Regions from separate parts of the Zea mays genome. Here all the other regions are linked to region 1. A link is a contact called in public Hi-C data. All regions are on one chromosome and are shown on one strand. Each heading gives the region's core, a stretch centred on a gene start, on an enhancer-like site or on the middle of the called end of the contact. The rest is flanking DNA. Distances are from core to core; before and after follow the strand shown.

Region 1 (2,518 bases), core at 8-2,507:
CAGGGTCGGCTCCAATCGGCGTCTCTACTCACGAACGCATCGTTAAGCAAGTTGCTGTTGCTTCCTTTCAGGTGTACCCGGCGTCAGACAAGCCAAGCAGAAGCGACAGCTGAGGGACTGTATATCTCCAGCCATGAGAATTCAGACGGGTGCTTTCCACCATTACCATTAGAATAAGGAACCACACTGGTTGTCCACCGTATCTTTACTGTTCTGCGTCGAGATTCTTGTGATTCTTACATGGAACAAATTAAGCGTGCTACGAGTTAGACCTCTGTGTTCTGGCTGTAAATGGCAAGGAATAAAGTTCTAATCGTGGTTCAGCAGTCAATCAATTACTCTGTTTCTGATCCTAAGGCTCTAGAAACAATCGGACCTTCAAAATAAACTAAGCGAAAATTCTATGTCGTTTCGAAATTGCCTTTCAACCACACCAGACAGAAAGAGGTGGGGTGATAAAGATTAGAGCAAGAACATGGTATTTATTATATAGAGATTAGAGATACAAGTTGAAATGGTTGTTGATACAGATATTACCAAGAAACACCTACGAACTGCCTGCTGGTGATCGATTGATTTAGGCCTTCACTTCAAACTCGCTACGGGTAGCCGGGTAGGCAAGCAAGACAGACGAGCATGGAGGATACGGATCAGTCATGGTGCGCAGAGGCCGCCGCGGCGTCGGTGGACTCGGCCGTCGGCCGGACGCGGAGGCGTGCGAGCTCGGCGTCGATACGGCCGGTGAGGATGAGCAGGAACATGCGGAGGTCGCAGAGGAAGGACCACACGGGGTGACCGAACGTGGCGGGGCGGTTGCCCTCCAAGAAGAAGTGGCTGTACCACGCCATGCCGTACCCGAGAATGGGGCCCGCGAGGAGGACCGCGGCGCGGCCAGTGGCGGCCGCGAGCACCGCGCAGGCGAGCGAGGCCAGCGTGCCGAGGAAGTGCCACCGCCGCGTGCCCGGCTTGGAGTGCTGGCTCAGGTAGAAGCCCCAGAACTCCTCCATGCTCCCGAACTGCTGCCGCTTCCCCGCGGTCTCGCCGCCGCTCCTCCCCATCAGTCGCGGTCGCTGGACCCTTCCGCTCCGCGCTGCGCTGCTTCACAGGCAACGGTGCGTTGCGTTGGTGCCCACTGCGCAATCACTGGCTCTCTCTCTCCTTTATCCCTACTCTGATGCAGTCGCGATCGGGGTCCGGGGAGCTCAGCAGAAAGAGAGCATGCTGGAGCCTGGAGGCAGGCGATACAAGAAATGCCCCGCCTTGTGCAATGCCCGTTGAAAGCTGCTATCAGGAACGCCGTCGAGGAGACACGGAACCGACCGACCGGGCGACATTTCCTAAGGCAAATCAGCAAATCGGTAAATGGCCAGGAGCATGGCAACAATAGTTAGCGCAATTCCAAGACCATATTTTCAGAATAACTTTTGATCCAATCACGTTTTTCTACATCTACCGATGGTAGCGCGAACTGGAAAAGCAGCAGCCGCTAACAGCCCCCCGCCATAGACCAAATAGACGACCAGACCAGACAAGCCAAGGTTTTAGCATTAATCCATACCGACTTTTGTCTCAAAAGAATCTATAGATTGCAGCTGTAACAGCTGCATCAGTGGCTAACTTTAATCTAAAGCAAACAGCCTAAATTGTATTTGGTGCTGTGCCGGACTTCGGTACCAAGCTTTAGCCTGATGATCCTAAACAAAACTACGGCTTTATAGGATGTTTGGTTTGAGGAATGAACTAGTCCATCATCTTCTCACTCCTCACTATTTTTGTTTGGTTTGTGAAATGGAATAAGTTGATCATCACCACCTCATTCGTCATAATTAGTTAGTTAGTACTAATATGAGGAATAGGGTCATCCTACCAAATTTGAGGAATGAACACATGATGCACCACCTCAATTTGGATGTAGTGATTTCTTAAACCAAACACCCCCTTATAGTTATATACTCTGTAATCCACCCGGAAACAAATATACACAACATTAATGACACTATTTTACCACCAGAATCACACCATACACGACCAAAATAATATATGCCGGGGAAATGATGCCTCTACAATTTTACTAGAATATATATCGCACAACACGAACTGGAGACGACGAAATTGCCTTCTTGAACACAGACGGCAGCAAAATGGCACAGATGAACGGTTTAACCTCTGAAGAGTCTCCACCTTAGCAACAAAAAACAATCAATTGAATGACTAGTGGTGTGGGTCCAGACAAATCAACACGTAAATCTTTCCCAGGAACAGCACTGCAGCATCATACGAACCCCAAGATGACTGGATATGACCTGCTTCCACAAGGCCACGTGCCTATACGACGGGCACGAGTTTATGCGAAGATCTCTCGGGAGCATTCCAGTGTGCCTTTTTGTTAAGCCCATGAACTCCAAACAGCTTCCACAAGTGTGGGAAACGATACACACGGCTGTTATCATGAACTCACATACAGAACAGGAACCAGACCTGCCATCTTTCCATCCCTTCCAGGCCTCCTTTTCTTCAC
Region 2 (2,518 bases), core at 9-2,508, 400 kb after region 1:
TGGCAGTCACTTTGGTCAATGATATATAGTTATTAGGACTAAAATCTTCGATAATGAATGATCACTTATAGTAAACATCTTTATATGTTTGTTTGGCCGACAGAAATAAAAATATAGGTTTATCTTTGTGCAAGTGGTGTACAAAAGTCTATTGCTCTCATCATATTCCTAATGTCTAAGTCATGGTATAGTTTCTGTCAGGACAATAGGATCACTAATACAGGAAATGGCTACTAAAAAGTAATGTCTGCTTGCTACTCCTAGAGGTCTAGTGCTACTGGCTATGGTTTGCATCTCATTGAAGCCTCACTTGCGTGCAGCAATGCATGGATTACAAGAAAAAAAATACATAACAACACTGAGAGACAGTTTTGTCTTGAGGCCATGTTTGATACCCTGATGAATAATTTTCGTTATCATGATTATACTCATGAAGCATAGATTATCAATATTTTGGTATGTTGGGTGTACCAGTTGCTACTATGCCCTGCATCAACGTGTGGCTAAAAAAGAAAAGGAAATTACAATGTTGTCCACACTTTCAATGTAAAGCGACACAAGCACAAATGCACTGCAATTCGAAGATGAAATGGTTAAGTAACGACACTATTGAGCAGTGGTCTCCCCCTCCAATCATGTGCTCCCAAAACGGATGTACCTGAACGGGGAGACGAACCCGCGACGACCTGACCATTCTGATCTTGCCTCGACTTGGAGCCGCCTCCCAAGCAGCCGACCGAACTCCCCATGTTCCAATTCCCAATCCCGTTGCCTCCTCCAGAAGTCTATGGCGAAGCCAGCTCTAGTTTGAGTCCACGACTGCGCAGAGGGTGCGAAGTTGTTATTAGTAAATAAAAACTGTAAAAAACTTTTTTACTTTAGCGCGTCGAACTGTCGATAGACGAACTCCGCTCGTTCGCAACACGCTACAGAAACTGAAAAGGGGGGCGAAATCGAGGACGAAACGAGCAAGAATCTTGAGGAAACGCATGAAAATAGCCGGATTCGATGCGCAGTACTGCTCCCCGAAGTAGGCAAGAATCGGGCAAGAACCTGGTCGACAGAAGACGGGATCGCTCCCGCAAGCCAGACGCAGAAGCAGACAGCTGAAGGTCCGGGCTGTCTGGGTGTTCCGCCTCCGCGCTGGCACCGCCGGCGCACCGACGCCGCCTGTCCGAGGACAGGGTGGAGGGGGTTGGGGGTAGGAGGCGGCCGATGCCCGGCGTTTTTTTTTTACTCGATCGGCAGCGGCCCGCAGTACGCAGCCACCCACCACCACCAGGTGGAAGTCCACGTTTTTCTAGTCTAGCGCCAAAACCGGCGACCAGCGAACGCAAGTAGTACTCCTACGGTCCTACCAAGGCGGCGGTCCCAGCGCACAAGCACAACCGGTGTGGCCCGGAAATTGAACCCCGCCGAGCGGTTTCGTCCGCGCCCCGGCAACAGGCAGGCTGGGATGGTGCCGTGGTGGGGAGGCCGTCGCTGATCGTGGGAGTCGCGGACGGCAAGGCAAGGATGAGGTGCACTGCGCTGCGCTGCGCTGGTGTGCGGCCCGCGAGTCCAGTGTGCGGCCACGTCCACCCGGCACCATAAGTTTGGTCAACGGAAAATTATCGTGACATTTTGTTTTTCTTTCAACCTTTGGTCCAAAGGTCTTCGTTTCAAGCGGTTAGGATCAAAAGATCCAGTAGTAACGACTAACGAGCAGAGAATGGCGACTCCAACTTCGTATCACATTGGAGCCTGTTTATCACACTACTGTTATTTCTTAGGGCCCATTTAGATCTTGTCGTATAAACTTTAGAGTTTTATTTTTTTTAATATTTAACTTTTTTAGTCCTAAAACTCTAATACGAGATAGGCTAAAATTTAGAACTAGTTTTAGGCTATTTAATTAGAGCTTTAGCTCTAAAATTTAGAGTAGAAAATTTACGCAAACCCTTAGGACCTATTTGAAAGTGCATAATTTTTAAAAAACTAGTTTATATAAACTATAGTGATTCCAAACATATCAGTTTATGATTGATTTTTAGTTTTTTAAAATCCAAAAAAACTAGTTTTTCTAGGGCCATTCCTGATATTTTTGAGGCCTGGAGTGTATGGAAGCCCATCCATTCGTATATTTATATATGTATATATATATTATTTATTTATATATAAAATTATACACATATTATTGAATATTCAACATATAAAACACTATTGTGCAATGTTTTAAAGTTTATAAGGTGACAAATGTAAAATATAGTCATAAACACTTCAATGTTACTCGATATCACGTTTAAAATATCTTCTAACACTTTGTGATATAAAGTTGTCGATTATACCATTGAGATCAATCTCATCCAACAACTTCTTCACGATACGTAGAATCGCCAAACCATTTAAACTCTCTTGAGTCATTGTTGACCTTAAATAGTTCCTCAATTATTTCAATTTTAAAAAGCTTCTCTCTGTCAATGCAATCGTCAAGTGTATAGTAAATAATACTCAATGAGTAATTAAGACATTAGTTTAA
Region 3 (2,518 bases), core at 11-2,510, 320 kb after region 1:
TATTCGTCTTCTCGCTGAACGGCACGAAGGATACGTAGGAACAAAGGACGATGCATCCGAAACCTATAAACGAAAATAAAGCAAAAAATTAACAAAACAAACCTAGAAATGAAAGTAAAATCATAACTTACGAAATGTACCTTCGACGAAAGACATGTGATGGATACACAGGATTAGGTCCGAAGTAGTGATGTTTGATGAGATTTTCTCCAGCAGCGTGGTCCCTATGGATAACTCGGCGAGGCAATGAGGAGCGCCTACGCCGCGTGCTCGTGTCTCCTAGTACAATGTGCTCAACATGTTGGGCAAGCAACAAAGTATCGATCTCATCGTCGGAATCGTCGGATGACGAGGACAACACAAGGCTTTTCAATGACTCCATGACGACCTAAACTACGAGTACGTACTACGGACTTCTTATGGAATGGCGGATGATATAGAAGAGGTGAGTGTGTAGATGAGTGGAGCATGTCCCCAGGGTACCTTATTTATAGGTGCCCTAGGTGTGTGAAGGAAGCCAGACGGTCGTGGCTTCCGGTAGAAGCCAGTCGTGTCGTGCAAGCCACTCGTGTCGTGTACTAGAAGAATGAGAATTTGTATTTCTAAAAAACATAAAATCGTACCGTATTTATACTAACGTATTAATACTAATTATTAAGTTCGCTAATTACATGTGGACCAAAATTCGCCCGTGTACTATGCAAATAATAAATAAAAATAATTTTAAGATTTCATGGTAGTTGAGTTAGTTGATGAGGAAAGTATATAATATTGGTGTGGCGGGGTATAGAGGATTGTTATAGGGGGAACCGCTGTAGAGCGTGGAGATATAGGGGGAGAGAGATTGCTGACGTGGCACGTGAGTGGGATATAGGGGGACAAATTTAGGGGGAACCGCTGAAGACAGTCCTACAGGGTGATCTACGAAATCTCGCTAGCAGGTCCGTAGCTATCCTATTCCATATCTCATATTTTAAACTTCGCTATGAGTAATTCTGTGTGTATTGGGTCTCACAAAAAATTTATATAAGTACAATACTTGCAATTTAATGTAGCAACATATAGTCACATAACAGTGTTAAATAACTCTGACTTCAAAAAGTTACAAACTACTAATCTTAAAAGACTGTTTATTTTATAGAAATAGTAATAATGAACAAGAGTTTGTACATGGGCTGAAAAGTTCATGTTGGGCTGATTCATACCGCGCGGTCCGCCAACCGCCATAAACACAGACTAGGGAGAAGGCGGCAACACCCACTCCATTTCGGCCACTTCCCGCCATCGACTCTTCGCGTCTCCGCCGCCGCCAGGCTACCGCTGCGCCGGCGGGTCGGCGATGGACATGGACATGGAGATGCCAGATCCCGACGAGCTCGAGTGGATGGAGAGCCACGGCCTAGTCCCTGAGGAAGAGGACGCCTACTTCGACGACCCCGACGAGGGCTTCGTCCTGGCCCCCGGCGATTCGGATCAACCGTGCAATTCCCCGCAGCCGCAGGAGTCCGCCGCGCCAAGAGCAAGTATGCAATGCACCCCTTTCCTTGTATATTAGAACCTAGCCCTCGTTTGTTTCTATTGCTAACGAAATTGGTCAAACGCGTGCGAAGATGAAGCGCCGGGCGGTTTGAAGCGGCCTCCGCCACCGCCACCGCCGGAGCAGGATGAGGAAGAGGAGAGGAGCAAGCGGAGAAACGTTGAGCAGGAGGACGAGGATTGGCTGCGCTACTCGCCGCCTCCCGCCCCTGAGATTGTCGTCGCCGAGAAGACAATCTCGCGGTTCGCGTCGGAGATCCATGGAGACTCTGTGCCCGTAACTGCTCCCAATGGTGAGAGAGTTTATGCCAAGCTTGCAATGGAGGGGTTGGTCGGTCGAGGAATTAGCGGAACTAGGCAAGGGGTTCAGTTCTCCAACCCAAACAGCAATCACAAGGGTTAGTTACTGAGTGATTTGCTCGCTCTTGCAGTAATTATTTCTCTCAAGATTCAGGATGCGTTTGGTCTGTTTGTTCACGTTGCATGTGTTTCCGCAGGCCTGCTCTCAGAATCCTTTGACTCACTAACAAGGCGTGCTGAGCAGGAGGCTTTAGCAAAGGTACACATGTAGTGCCCACATGTAGATGCACACGTTAGAAATACTCTATAGATCACACTTCATAGCTGTCCTTAACACGTCATTGTTTAGTTATAACTAAACTGGGAGCAGTAGTACAATATAAACTGAAGCCTAAGAATCAAACGACCCTATTTGGGAAACACTGGAAATTTAGCAGACATTGTTGAATATTAATGTACTTTGAAAAGATGGTTACTTTTGCTACTTGAGTTTTTTGAGGAAATTTTAACATTTTGCCCAAAACTGAGGTGTGTGTGATCTTGTCCTTGTGGATTTCACTATGAAATATTTCCACGAACATTCCACAAGTTAAATAATATTTCTAGCGTGGAGTGGTTTAGAAGACATTGTTCGATTCTGAGCATTGCATTGATCATAAGGTCTTCCAAGTGTACAGTATGG

Evidence for each region. A called contact is a pair of places that touch in the nucleus more often than the background predicts.
Region 2: a contact with region 1 is called in a Hi-C map of endosperm, with 2.0 times the contacts expected there. The contact joins the promoter of LOC100274231 here to the promoter of LOC100277295 in region 1. A contact is called at or near these places in 2 of 25 Hi-C or Micro-C datasets (endosperm and leaf).
Region 3: a contact with region 1 is called in a Hi-C map of tassel, with 1.9 times the contacts expected there. The contact joins the promoter of LOC100273529 here to the promoter of LOC100277295 in region 1. A contact is called at or near these places in 3 of 25 Hi-C or Micro-C datasets (ear, leaf and tassel).

What each region holds. Positions count from the first base shown.
Region 1 is chr1:38,491,182-38,493,699 of Zm-B73-REFERENCE-NAM-5.0, reverse strand. LOC100277295 reads right to left here and starts at 1,257. Exons shown (of 1, transcript NM_001360554.1): 1 at 452-1,257. The coding sequence starts at 1,058. The coding sequence ends at 651. It overlaps LOC100274171 (SH3 domain-containing protein), which reads right to left. Exons shown (of 25, transcript NM_001360553.1): 25 at 1,925-2,518. The coding sequence ends at 2,447. It overlaps LOC100275298, which reads left to right. Exons shown (of 4, transcript NM_001149413.1): 4 at 72-329. The coding sequence ends at 113.
Region 2 is chr1:38,092,063-38,094,580 of Zm-B73-REFERENCE-NAM-5.0, reverse strand. LOC100274231 (putative protein kinase superfamily protein) reads right to left here and starts at 1,258. Exons shown (of 7, transcript NM_001148602.1): 1 at 1,054-1,258; 2 at 659-819. The coding sequence starts at 749.
Region 3 is chr1:38,175,655-38,178,172 of Zm-B73-REFERENCE-NAM-5.0, reverse strand. It overlaps LOC100273529, which reads left to right and starts at 1,260. Exons shown (of 24, transcript NM_001352341.1): 1 at 1,260-1,523; 2 at 1,611-1,934; 3 at 2,034-2,095. The coding sequence starts at 1,340. LOC103634151 reads right to left here and starts at 422. Exons shown (of 2, transcript XM_008655747.3): 1 at 141-422; 2 at 1-63. The coding sequence starts at 382.